Linked DNA regions of Arabidopsis thaliana: region 2 is linked to region 1. Evidence: chromatin contacts called from public capture Hi-C data. All regions are on one chromosome and are shown on one strand. The core of a region is the stretch at or near the end of the contact, and the rest is flanking DNA. Distances in the headings are between cores, read along the strand shown.

What was found. Capture Hi-C pulls out chosen DNA fragments and counts their contacts.
Region 2: a contact with region 1 is called in a capture Hi-C map of seedling, with 4 times the contacts expected there. A contact is called at or near these places in 4 of 26 Hi-C or Micro-C datasets (cotyledon, seedling and shoot) and 3 of 3 other capture datasets (root, seedling and shoot).

The regions. Positions count from the first base shown.
Region 1 is chr4:10,727,523-10,734,728 of TAIR10.1, reverse strand. AT4G19720 (Glycosyl hydrolase family protein with chitinase insertion domain-containing protein) reads left to right here and starts at 2,921. Exons shown (of 3, transcript NM_001341372.1): 1 at 2,921-3,691; 2 at 3,933-4,310; 3 at 4,468-4,763. The coding sequence starts at 3,034. The coding sequence ends at 4,523. AK-HSDH II (aspartate kinase-homoserine dehydrogenase ii) reads right to left here. Exons shown (of 18, transcript NM_202847.3): 11 at 6,948-7,142; 12 at 6,759-6,841; 13 at 6,379-6,604; 14 at 6,111-6,256; 15 at 5,883-6,018; 16 at 5,704-5,787; 17 at 5,526-5,618; 18 at 4,961-5,438. The coding sequence ends at 5,193. It overlaps AT4G19730 (Glycosyl hydrolase superfamily protein), which reads left to right. Exons shown (of 2, transcript NM_118093.1): 1 at 1-426; 2 at 540-865. The coding sequence ends at 865.
Region 2 is chr4:11,691,165-11,698,370 of TAIR10.1, reverse strand. WRKY31 (WRKY DNA-binding protein 31) reads left to right here and starts at 3,789. Exons shown (of 6, transcript NM_118328.4): 1 at 3,789-4,367; 2 at 4,593-4,691; 3 at 4,937-5,098; 4 at 5,658-6,050; 5 at 6,146-6,259; 6 at 6,373-7,199. The coding sequence starts at 4,137. The coding sequence ends at 6,990.

The DNA.
Region 1 (7,206 bases), core at 1,672-4,171:
CCCTCTTGTCCATCGGCGGAAAAAATGCAAACAATTCTGCGTTTGCGTCCATGGCAAGTAACCACCAGTCTCGGAAAACGTTCATTGATTCTTGGATTTTTATCGCTAGATCCAACGGATTCCATGGTCTCGATTTAGCCTGGGAGTACCCGTACAGTGATCATGAGATGACCGACTTTGGGAATCTAGTTGGAGAATTGCGAGCAGCGGTTGAGGCCGAGAGCAGACGCAGCAGCAAACCGACTTTGCTGTTGACCGCTGCGGTTTACTACTCCTCGGTTTACAAGACGTTTACCTACCCGGTTCAAGTGATGAGAGAAAGCTTGGATTGGGTTAATATTATAGCCTATGATTTTTACGGACCGGTGTCGTCCTCCAAATTTACCGTTCCAACCGCCGGTCTGCACGTTTCTTCTAACAACGAAGGTATAATTAAGCATATATAGTTGTAGTATATCATTTAAGAAGGGATACTTCGGTGATCAATTTTTTTTTTTTTTGTTTAACTTGGAACTATATATTGGTACTTTGGTTGATAGGTCCAAGCGGCGACTCTGGTTTGAAACAGTGGATTAAGGACGGACTTCCCGAGAAGAAAGCAGTCTTGGGATTCTCCTACGTTGGCTGGGCCTGGACTCTCCAAAACGATAAAGATACCGGTTATAATGCGGCCGCTGCCGGCGTAGCCAAATCTGAGGATGACGTATCTGAGGACGGTTCTATAAACTATGCTCAGATAAACAAGTTCATAAGGGATGAGGAAGCAGCAAAGGTTTATGACCCCAAGGTTGTCGGACATTATTGTTTCGCCAAGAAGATTTGGATTGGGTACGAAGATACTCAGAGCGTCGAGGCCAAAGTGTGATACGCTAAGCAGAACGGTCTGCTTGGTTACTTTGCATGGAACGTTGGAGCTGACGATAACACTGTTCTATCTAATGCAGGTTCGCCTCTTTCTTTTTCTACATAAATACCTTTTTTTTTGTTTCGTTTATGAATTGCAGCAAAAATTATAAATCCTATATATGGGATTAATTCAACACTACCGAGTCTCTCATATATGTATTTTGATATTTACAGCATCCAAAGCATGGGGTGTTTAATAGACAACCATCGGTGGAGTTCCGGCCACAAGTAAAAGTGAATGAAGAAATAAATAAAAGACGAGTGAAGAATAAAACATGTTTGCTTATGTGTTATTGTAAGATATAAAATAAAACACGCCTCTCTCCTTATCGGTATCTTGCTATCTGTAATAAAAATAAAACATGCTTGTTGTATCATATCCTTGTAAACAAAAAAAAAAATTTATACAATAAATAAAAATGTTTGATTTCTATATATCTTCTTCTTTTCTTAAAGAAATGTTTGATTCTATATGAAAAATAACAAACAACATGCTTGCTTTATATTATTAAGAGATCATCTAACAAATTTAGACCGTACGACTTGAACTTACAAACTTATGATTAACGTATAAATATACAATTACTGTGGCCTGTTTGATATATTTTGTTTAATCATTCAATAATTCACATCTTATCGGGAAAAAAATATATATAATGATATATGAATTTAGATACCAAAAGAAATGATCATTTACAATAGTTTAGAAAAGCTAAAATCTTTATAAACCCCTAAAGAAAAGAAAAGAATAAAAGAGCTGAATCGATATAAGAGAAAAACATTGAAATTCTCTTTAACTAATCATTCAAAGGTACATGGGTATTGAGCTTCCAAAACTAAATAAACGTTTTAGTAACAAAGTTAGACCTCCCAAAAAATTTGTTATTGCAAAACTAGGTCTTATGTTTCTGAAACTTAATATTTAATCTTAATTTTTAAATTTATCTATTTGTTATTGCAAAAATAGGTCTGATTCCCGAAATTTTAAGATTTGGTCTCAAATTTTAACTTTTATCAACAAAACTTATATAAAAAAAAATTGTTTTGTATTGGGCCTCATATTTATCAGGACCGACACTGAGTGAACCACAATGAAAAGAGATTCCAGAATCAAGCATGCAGCATATCTTTTACTATCAATCTACTCCCTTCTGACTAACTTGAACGCAATAAAATTGTAATAGAGGTGCTTGTTTTTAAACATGCATTCTTTTATGACTAACAGATTGATTTACAATCTGATCTGCACATTTCAATAAAAATGTTGTGACAATTCTAGACCAAACCGTCTCATTATTTCATTTTGAATTTTCAAAGTTATATGAGTTGCGATAATGTTGTACACATGCACGGCTCATACAATAATCTTATAGGAATTCCTCAATTAATTAATGTCCAGTTTAATGAAGAATGTACAATATTATTATAATGCATGTGAACCAGTTCATTGGTAGACAAATAGACTTGTTAATATGGACTATATGACCGGAGCCTTTTTTAATTCTATGGACTATAACCAAGTCTTTTTTTATATTATTCCTTCTATTGTTGGAAGACTATACTTTTCCTTTTTAGTGTATTAATTTCATGTTGGAAAAAACTATAATATAAACATTCCCACTCTAGAGATATGACATACCTATTAGACGTATAACTTGGTAAAATATTCATATGTTGTTGATCTGTAACATATGTTGTTGTTTAGATATTCTTGCCAGTTGCCAACGTTGATTGAAATCATAATGGGAGTAGTCAAACCAAAACTTTTATACTTATATTATACGTTAAATTCTTCAACTACTTGACTACCATAAATTAATTTTTAAACTTAAAAAGAGATTTGTGAAATAAAAAATACATCAACTATGATATGAATGCGCTCCTTGATGGGTCTGGTGTCACAGTCACAACATTTAACAAAGACTTTGGCAGTCTTTGAAAATCAACTTAAATCCACTATAATCCTTCTAAATTCAAAGTTGAAAATATTCTTTTCTTTCAATATTTATAATACCTCTTCCCAAATTCCCTATAGATAGAGAATGAAAGCACCCTCTTAGTTTGTACTGCAAGGCACAACAAACAAAATAACACAGAAAGCATTTCGTAAAAGACTTTCAGACAAAAATGTATACGGAAGTAGTTAAAGCATCCTATTGGTTCCCAGATGGTGCATCATCCCCAACCACCGGAAGCGTAGTCCCACAATCCTCAGCCGTGCTAATCGATTCAACTCTCTTCACTCATCTTTTCTGCGCCTTTGCCGACCTTGACCCTCAGACCAACAGCGTCGTTGTCTCCGGCGCTCACGAACAAGAATTCTCCAACTTCACTAAAATCGTCAAGAAGAAAAACCCTCACGTGCAAACCCTCTTGTCCATCGGCGGAAGAAACGCAGATAAATCCGCGTTTGCGTCTATGGCAAGTAACCCCACTTCTCGTAAATCCTTCATTTGGTCTGCGATCTCCAGCGCTAGATACTATCGATTTGACGGACTTGATCTGGTTTGGAAGTACCCAAAAGATGATGTGGAGATGAGAAACTTTGGTCAACTACTTGAACAATGGCGAGAAGCGATTGAGGACGATGCTGAACGCACCGAAAGAATGCCTTTGCTATTGACGGCTGCGGTTTACTACTCTCCGGTTTACGATTCTGTTTCCTACCCAATTCGGGAGATTAAAAAAAAATTGGATTGGGTTAACCTTATTGCCTATGATTTCTACTCTTCATCCACAACCATTGGTCCACCCGCCGCTCTGTTTGATCCCTCAAACCCGAAAGGTACAAATATTAGTATGTGTGTTCCTGTGGGGTTTGAAAAAAAACTAATATTACATACTTTGGTTTCGGGTTTAGAGGTTTACAGACTTTTGCCTAAAACCTTTTGTACAAATATCACTAGGTGTGTTCTTACTAGGACTGACCAGATCGATCATAGGATTTATCAATTAAAAAGTAAAATCAGGTGAGTAATTTATTTTGGTTGGTCAAGGGTTTAACTGTAATATAATTTGGTTGATAGGTCCATGTGGGGACTATGGTTTGAAAGAGTGGATTAAGGCCGGACTTCCGGCGAAGAAAGCAGTCTTGGGATTTCCATACGTTGGATGGACCTGGAGTCTAGGAAGCGGCAATGATGCGGCCACCAGCCGAGTAGCTACATCAGCTGAGGGTTCTATCAACTACGATCAGATAAAAAGGTTAATAGTGGATCACAAAGCAAGACCGGTTTTTGACTCGACGGTGGTTGGAGATTACTGCTTTGCCGGGACGAGTTTGATTGGGTACGATGATCATCAGAGCGTCGTGGCTAAAGTAAAATACGCTAAACAGAAAGGTTTGCTTGGTTACTTCTCATGGCATGTTGGAGCTGATGATAATTTTGGCCTATCTCGTGCAGGTTCGTCTTTTTGTACTTATGAATCTTTATTTTTTTCTTTATTTACATTTTCGTAACGGAGTTGCTATTCTTATTTCATGAATTGCAACAAAAAGTATATTTAGTGTCATATCGGATAAGTACCAAGTCTTATATATGGATTTTTGGAAATTTGAAGCATCGCAAGCATGGGATGCTAAAGAGACAAAGACAACCAGCGGAGACAACCACTAAAGAAGAAGAAATAAATAATGACGAGTAAAGAATATAACATGTTGGCTTATGTTATTCTAAGACATATAAAACACGTCTTGCGTATCTTTTTTTTTTTTTTTTTTTTTTTTAGACAAACGTATCTTTCTTTCTTTTTTTCTCGTAAGTGTTGCCTTTTATTAAAACGAAGTGTGCGTATCTTGTTTTCACGCTTGCTAATTAAATCATTGTAAACAAAAAATAATTAAATAAAGTTTGGTTTCTATAAAAATACGCATTATGAAAAAACATCACTTACGTGTAAATCTATGCATGCATGCTTTTAAATTTTAAATCTGATATTTGGAAAGCCGCTTGTAAATTTGTATTATCATGGTTTTCAGAAAAAATGCATGGTAGTACATTGCAGAAATCTTATAAGGAGAATTAATTATATTATATAAAACCAAAAAAATAGATATTCTAAATGCTCCTTTTTATTAAATATCAAATCGTTTTGATTTGTAAATATTAAACAAATGAAACTGTATTAAAAAAAATCAAAACATATCCAACAAAACTAGTTGCTATTGTACATGTTACCACAAAAAACTACAAAGACCAGCAAAAGGTAGTTGATCCGAAGCTGATACTTTAAGCGGGAAGATAATAGCAAAACTGATAACTAATGTGGGGTGTTTTCTTCACCAGTTAAGACGGTGCACCGAGATAAGATGCAAGCCTTAGTATGTCGCTGAATATACCACCGGCCGTGACTTGAGCACCAGCTCCAGGTCCTCGGACTATAAGTGGATGATCCTTGTACCTTGTCGTTGTGAAGGCTATTATGTTGTCTGAACCTGCGAGCTGCGCAAATGGATGTTCTTTCTTGTATCTTCGAAGTTCAACTGTTCCCTTTTGGTTAACAGCGTCCACCACTCCAACATATCTCAGAACCTAAATTCAAGTTTACATACATATATATATGGTTAAAATATGATCACATTGATCGAAAGGGAAAACGTTTGTTGTGAATAATCTTACTTCCCCAGAGTTTTCAGCATCTAGCCTTTCTTTTGCTAGGTCTCCATCGTACTGTGGGAGTTTCTCCATGAATTCTTCAACAGAAGTGCATCCCTGAAAGTAGAATTAGGAAGGACATTGAGTGCAGACATTGTTAGTTTTGCTGTTAATGAGATATACATATAGAGAGATCTTATACTTTTAGAGGTTCTGGTACGAGACTTCTAATGGGGAGATCAGCGAGGTCCAATTTCAGTCCAGATTCTCGAGCGAGGATAATCACCTGCACAAACAGAAGGGTTTTGGCTCAATGAGAGAGACTATCATCAGTTTCAGAACTTTACTAGGTTAGTTTGATAGATAGAAGAGTTAACGTACCTTCCTTGCAACATCAGTTCCAGATAAATCATCTCTTGGATCAGGCTCAGTGAAACCTGCGTTCTTTGCTTCAGTGACAACCTCGCTGAAACTTCGATCTCCAACAAAATTGTTGAATAGATAACTCAAAGTTCCACTGGAGGAAAGAACAAAAAAACAAAATCCAAAAGAGAAATCATCAGAAAAGAACTCAGAGTCAAACTGTGGTGGATCTGTTAATTAACAGACCTGCAAATGCCCTCTATGCGTAGTATCTTATCTCCTGTCTCAAGGAGACCACGTAAAGTGCTGATAATTGGAAGACCAGCTCCAACAGTGGCTTCGTAGAAGTAATGAGTGTAGGATTTCCTTTGAAGATCTCTCAGTTTCAAGTACTGAGCACACAAACAGAGAAACATCAGTGGAGTAAGAAACCAACACAGGACAGGAACATTTCCTATTGAGTTTCTTTAACAGAGTTTCATAAGAAGTATACTTGATGAGAAGAATATATTACCTGATCGAGGGGACCTGAGTTAGCCTTTTTATTTGGGGTAATGACATGAATTCCCTTTCGTAACCAATCATAGTAACGGCTTGCAATAGCAGAGTCTGCTGTACAATCAACCACTACAGAGTTGGGGATAAAATGATTTCCATGCACTTGTTGAGTGAATTTATCCAAATCCGCCTCTGTTCCCTTCTCGTTTAGAAGTTCTCTCCATCTCGACAAATCAATACCACTGCAATAAAAAACGTAGGTACACATGTGGTGTTAAAACAGAGAAAATTATCTGCGGATATAGAAGAAAATGTCAGAATGAATAAGAATGTCTTTCAGATAAAATACTACAGCCGCGACAGAATCAAGAAATGTACAGAATTAGTCATTCTTACATGTCACTCAATAACATCTTCTTTGAACCAGTGATTCCCAAAACACGCAGATCAATGTTAAATTCTTGTTTGAGAACAGCAGCCTGAAAAACATAATTAAATGCCTAATCAGCTTCGTAAAGGACCAATAGAGCCAGAAAGAAGGTAATGTAGCATTTTGAAAAGACTCAACAACATTATGAAGTTCACCTGATCCCGCAGCTGGTCAAGTAATGTTGCACCAATCAAGCCCGGTCCTACGATTCCCATTGCTAATGTTGTTCTTGACAAGAAAAACCTCGAGTGTACAGCTCTTAACGCCTTAACGCTATCTTCACGTTTAATAACGACAGTAACATTGTACTCAGAACAACCTTGAGATATAGCTCGGACATTAATATTAGCCTACAAGCGAGATACAAAAACAAGCAATTACAAGGGAGCAATCAAGCAAACGATAGTATATGAG
Region 2 (7,206 bases), core at 2,540-5,039, 960 kb before region 1:
TGATGAAAATCACTATTTACTGCAGTTCTATCTATGACCATGATGTCTTGAACCATGTAATGAATGACACAACTTAGTTCTTGATTAGACATTAATTATATTATTTTTTGGTTTCTTGCCACAAGATAGTTCTTGAATAGTTTTTAATTTTCTTTTTATATATGCAGTCTACAGATATAGCTGTATAGTAGTGGAATAGGGCACACATGTTATAAATATGGCCATTTGAGGTGTCAAACATTGGTAAGACGATGAAAAAGAACTGAGAGTGTTTTGTTTTTTTGGAGAGAACCGTCAGTTCATTGATTTCACCTTCGAAATGATCATTGCAAAAGATTTCAACATCCTTTTGAATTTCACTTTGTACTTAATAAAATTGTTTTAAGAATGTCAACTTGTAAGCTATACTAGTTATAATGACTTAAAAACAAGTTATGGACGGGTTGGTTTTCTATCAAAATTTGGACTATTTCTCAACTGTGTATGTCATATTGACACTTTCTGAATTTTAGTTAATTATATTGGATATATCAAAGAGACTGAATGGGTTGATTTTCACTCAATTCAACTTCTCATTTAAAAACTAAAAAGTTGGTACGCCATTATTGTAAGATAGCGAAACATGCATTTAGACTACAAGAAATTCGTAATATTGTATAGCAGCAAAAGAAGACTTGGAACCTCTGATATCGTTGAGTAATATGGGTTGTATGAATTCTTTTTGAAGTCAGTGTTAGTAATTAACTTTGTAATGTTTCCTTTGATATCGTGTTAAACATATAAAGAAGAAAACTCACAAATCATCTCTCTAATTACTATATATGTATAGTTAGAAAATATATATTTTAGCAACTTCATGTAATTAAAATATATGTTTTGTGCTCCAAGAGAGGACTAATTAGTATTAAATTGATGGTATTGATACTTAATGATTGCCTCTATCTCTTATTTTATGTTTTAAATCCTCAATACCTATGATGAATCCCTATTGACAAATGCTTGTTTAATTTGATTTTTAAGTATATAAACCGTCTCGTTTCTCTTTAGGGCATATTTGATTAGGTTTTTTAGTTAATCATCATGTATTTTATTTGCAATTACAAGTTTCTTGGTTCGCTATTAATTATTTTAATTATTTTTTGTTTAACCTTTGTAAAAATCTAAAATCTATATTACCCATCTTAGATTAGAAGGATTCATTTCCCGTATCTTTAGCATGTGAGAACTAGTCCTTATGGTTCACTACTATATATAATGTTTACACTTCACGGTGCACTTGCATATTAGTAAAACTCGATCAGATCAATACGGGAAATGTAAAATTAAACGCACTCCAAAACAGTAATTTATTTTTAATAAACATGAATCAGTACTGGTTATACTTATTACCCAAGATAGTCTGACTACTACTTGAATCTTCAAGCCAAATGATTACCAAAGAGAACAGAGAACAAAACGCTGAAATCTTTCTTTAAGTAGTCATTGGTCTAGGAACTGTTTATGTTTTCTCTTCTTTTTTTCTTTCAGTAATTTAATATTCCAAGAAATTGAAGATAATCAATCACTCGATACAAATTATTTATACAAAACTAAGAAAAGAAAGTCAAAGGAAGTGATCGGGTTCTACGGTATGAATGTCAACAAATCATATATATGAAAGTTAGTAAATTTTTTTTATATGATTGACACATCATCATTTTAACATTTGTCATATGTTTATTAAATAATTAATGTAATGAATTATTAATTATAGGTTAGTGATACATTTATTATTCAATTTTATATATTATTTTATTATATATTCAATATACTATTACTGAATTTATTTTAATATTAAAAGATTTTTCAATAAAATCATTTTAATAGTTTTTTTATACTTAAAGATTTTTTTGTAATCCAAACTCAAAGTATGATTATATAATAATCGTGGATTAGCTAATGATTTGAGTAGGTTATTCTCTTAAATTGATATTTATATAATAAATCACTAAGAGTGCATAATACGTACGAAGCTCCATCATCAAATTCTTAGGATTGTAGAATCGAACACTACCCTCTGCTAGATGAACGTTGTTTAAACCGCGACGTAGCGCGGATGATCACCTAGTATAAGTTAATTCTTGGAACTACTTTGAGGGACACAGTGGGGAAGCCTATTAGGCACTCTTACCTGTAAACGAAGCCAACCTCATTTTGTTGATTTTGACTTTATATGTTTTCTTTTATTTTTATTATTTTTCTTATGTTAAAATATATCAAAAAAGTTACGCAGTTAAAACAATTAATTTCTTATTTTAGCAAGACAAGAAATTAACATACGTTAAGAAAAAATAGCGATATACTTAAAATTTTCTCTAAACTATAGTTTCTGCATATAGTGAGACATTATCCAATATATATATTTATATATATAATATGATCGGGACTTTATATTCTTCTATATATTTTAAACATTATGAAATTTCCCCAAAAATAGTACTATTCATTAGATGTTTGTGCATATAACAAAGTGAAACCAACAATGGTTACATATTTTTGTGTTAATATCTTTTATTTTTTTTGTGCGTTTATACTTGTTAGTTTTAGTACATGACTTCTTATAATAATCACGAAAATCCTTTTAAAGTGCCATTTATGAGATATGCTTCTATGATAAATCGGAAGGATGAGATTCTTTATGTGAAAGTTCAAACTCTTATTTTCTTTCTTACCGAAATCTACAAAACCTGAACAATGGAATATATGATAGGATGAGAAGGTACTTGTTTGAAATACCTAGTTATTCAATATTACTTGTTTAGGGTTCACTTTCTAATTAGTTTGCTCGACGTACGTCGGTTTAAAGTTTATTTCCTCCAAACTAAAAGGTTTCACACACACGAACACAACTATATGCACATGTGCGTACGGCTTACGTTATGTATCAATACATACTAGTTAAAAAAAAAAAACTAGTAATGCACTGTACCGTCTATTAAACGAGTCTCAACAAAATTAAGAATTGGTTGTAAGAATATTCTTTTGCCATAAAAACGTATTTTTAATCACGTGAAAGGTGCCGATCTAGTTGCTAGCGGTGTCTTTTTTTTCCAATCCTTTGATCTAATATTAGAAATAGTCAAAAATATTTCTTAAAATGAGGAAAAACTAAACCTGAATAAGATCCATTAATAACTGATTTCCAATTTGTATAAAAATAGCTTTTCTAGAAATCACCTACTTTTCGCCGCATTTCAATTTCTTTGTGTGTATATTGACATGTTCAATGAGATTTTCAAATTTAGTTAAGAAAATCCAAAAACATTCATAAATATTTTCTTAAGAAGAGAAATTTGACTTTTTAATATCTTAAGAAAATTATCTAGATATATTAGTGTAATGGATTTGATTTATCTAAAATCACACACGTCTATGAGTTCCGTACCAATATAGCTAAAACTTAATTAAATCAATAGACATAGAGCATGGAGTTGAAATATATAAAACAAAAGCAATATGGAGTCTTTTAGTTTTCATTTGAAACACCACGCAGTTTTATCATTACTCGAATCATAAAACAGCAGCATGTTTGTTAAGACAATAGAAAGACCAAATGTAAACGTGCAATATGTCTATTAGATTATGGGACCCATGTTCCTCCTATAATGTCAGGTGGCAGACACATGACGCAGACTCTGACGCTTTTTAACAAAACCAAAAGTCTCCACGAAACTTCCTACAAGATTCTTCTATCTTAAACCTAAATATACATTTATATAATCTATATAATTGATAAATGATAAAATACAATTTGGAGAGATATTTGAGTCGACGCCAAAACCCTTTTTGTAGGCGAATCATCTGGACCGGTAAGAGACTCTCTCATCGATAATAACCACATAATTTAATCAAACTCTTTCTCTCTCTTTCTAAGATCTTTTGCTTTGCTCTTTTCCTTTTTGATCTTCCTATATATGGAGAAGCACCAAAACGGTACTTACTATACGATACTGTACGGATCCATCAAACTGGATTAATTATCAAAACGTACATTTTTATCTTACCTGGCAAGTTACATTCCTAGGGTTTTGGAGAATCCAATCAACAACAAAGAAAATAATCATCGTTACAATAATCAGTATCACGCACAGACTTAGATGTTCCGGTTTCCAGTGAGTCTAGGCGGTTCACGTGACGAAGACCGTCACGATCAGATCACACCGTTGGATGACCATCGTGTGGTGGTTGATGAGGTTGACTTCTTCTCAGAGAAGAGAGATAGGGTTTCACGTGAGAACATCAACGACGACGACGACGAAGGCAATAAGGTTCTCATCAAAATGGAGGGTTCACGAGTTGAAGAAAACGATCGTTCCAGAGATGTCAATGTAAGTATAGTTGATTTTCTCCTAATTTTTGCTATCGATATTAAATGATTTATTTTATTTCTTATATGTGTTGAAATATATTTCTTTGGTTGGTGAGATGTGATGTGAATGCTCATAACACTAGCAACAATTATTTTGCAAACAGTTAATTTTATTATTTTTACATTACTACACAGATAAACTGAATCTGGTTAATGTATTAATACTGTGTAAATATATATATAGATCGGTCTGAATCTTCTGACCGCGAATACGGGAAGCGATGAGTCAACGGTGGATGATGGACTATCAATGGATATGGAAGATAAACGTGCAAAGATTGAGGTACCTTTTTTTTTTTTTTTTTACTCGTTTTCCATTTTAATCTGTAACTAATTTATCCACGAACACAAAATACTACATCCTTCTAACTCCACTGAATGCTGTTTGGTTCGAGAGCAGTAAAATTAATTGAAAAGACCTAAAAGCACAAATTTTCAATAGATTACTGTTCAAAATTTGGGAGACGTTTAGTTTTTTTTTCTCGTTCTAATATGTATATGTCTTTGGTTGTAATAAATGAAATGAAGAACGCACAACTACAAGAAGAGCTCAAGAAGATGAAAATAGAGAATCAAAGGCTAAGAGATATGTTGAGCCAAGCGACGACCAACTTCAATGCCTTACAAATGCAACTTGTTGCCGTCATGAGGCAACAAGAACAACGTAACTCTTCACAAGATCATCTCCTGGTAATGTTACAATAATTTACTTTTTTACTTAGATCTAAATCTTTATCCCTCTAAAATATACATATATTTTATATATGTATCCGTTAAATCGTGTCAGTAAAAAATATATAGATCGATCTCCAAACCGTATTCATTGAATCCTCTATAGCTTTTTGGCATACTACTACTACATGAACTATGTGGACAATCCAAAAGGTTGTATAGTTGATCAATGGTTGTGTTCGTTGTTAAAAAATATATTTCTTACCAACTCTATGTATTTTTGGTCGTAATAAACGTTATAAATTTGAAATTTTTGATCTTAAGTAAAGTAACGTCGGCGCATGAGATTTATATATCTAGAAAACGAAGTGTTTTCGATAATCGGTACATACACACAAATCCAAACACGTAATCCATTGACTAAATTATTTCATGATCTTTCTGAAAAGTATCATTCTTATTTAACTATAAAAAAAACAAATCCTCAGTCGCTTTGTATTTTATTTGTTTAGCTAAGTATTAGTTATAAATAATGCAGAAAGAGTAATATGCACTTCTATATATTAACTTAACTTAGGCTCAGGAGAGCAAAGCAGAAGGAAGGAAACGGCAGGAACTGCAAATCATGGTGCCAAGGCAGTTCATGGACCTTGGGCCGTCGTCTGGAGCAGCAGAGCATGGAGCCGAAGTGTCATCTGAAGAGAGGACAACGGTTCGTTCAGGTTCTCCTCCTTCGCTTCTAGAAAGTTCCAATCCCCGAGAGAACGGAAAGAGGTTGCTTGGAAGAGAAGAAAGCTCAGAGGAATCAGAGTCTAACGCCTGGGGAAACCCTAACAAAGTCCCCAAACATAATCCATCCTCTAGCAATAGCAATGGAAACAGAAACGGAAATGTTATTGATCAGTCGGCCGCAGAAGCCACCATGCGGAAAGCCCGTGTCTCAGTTCGTGCCCGATCTGAAGCTGCCATGGTAACCTAAATCCCTCTAATGGTAGCTAGGCATAGGCTTATATTTGATCATAAATTTTAACGGTTATATTTTAATGTTGTTAACTTGTTCTATAGATAAGCGATGGATGTCAATGGAGAAAGTACGGACAAAAAATGGCTAAAGGAAACCCGTGTCCGCGGGCTTATTATCGTTGCACAATGGCCGGTGGATGTCCAGTTCGCAAGCAAGTACGTATGCTTTTACATTTTACGTCGGCATGATTATATAAAAATATAATTAAGATCTACTATATAATTTGCGTTTGAAACAAAGGAAGCCGTAACCAATGATGTCTTAACAGGTGCAGCGTTGCGCAGAAGACAGATCTATTCTCATAACCACCTACGAAGGAAACCACAACCATCCACTCCCACCAGCCGCTACGGCCATGGCCTCAACAACCACCGCAGCTGCAAGCATGCTCCTCTCGGGCTCAATGTCGAGTCAAGACGGTTTAATGAACCCAACAAACCTCCTAGCTCGAGCTATCTTGCCTTGCTCCTCAAGCATGGCTACAATCTCAGCCTCCGCACCATTCCCAACCATCACATTGGACCTCACCAATTCACCCAACGGTAACAACCCTAATATGACCACTAATAACCCGTTGATGCAGTTCGCTCAACGGCCCGGTTTCAACCCGGCAGTTTTGCCTCAAGTGGTTGGTCAAGCTATGTACAATAACCAACAACAGTCCAAGTTTTCTGGTTTACAGTTACCGGCTCAGCCACTGCAGATCGCGGCCACTTCCTCGGTGGCCGAGAGCGTTAGTGCTGCCAGTGCAGCAATTGCGTCCGATCCAAACTTTGCGGCGGCTCTAGCGGCAGCGATCACGTCCATTATGAACGGTTCCAGTCATCAAAATAATAACACCAATAATAATAATGTGGCTACGAGCAACAATGACAGTAGGCAATAAGAGTTTTCATTTTGATGGTCGATTTTTTTTTTTTGGGTACTTTGTTTTGAGTTTCGGATGTGTAATTCTACGTATTTTGTTGGTTTAGCTTTTATCCGTGGACAACAAGCTAGGGTCTTAAGAACATGTCTTTTTTTCCTGTTCTTCATGTAAGATCAACGATTTTGTTTGGAAATTAAATCTCTATCTAAAATATATTTTCTTCTATATAAACTC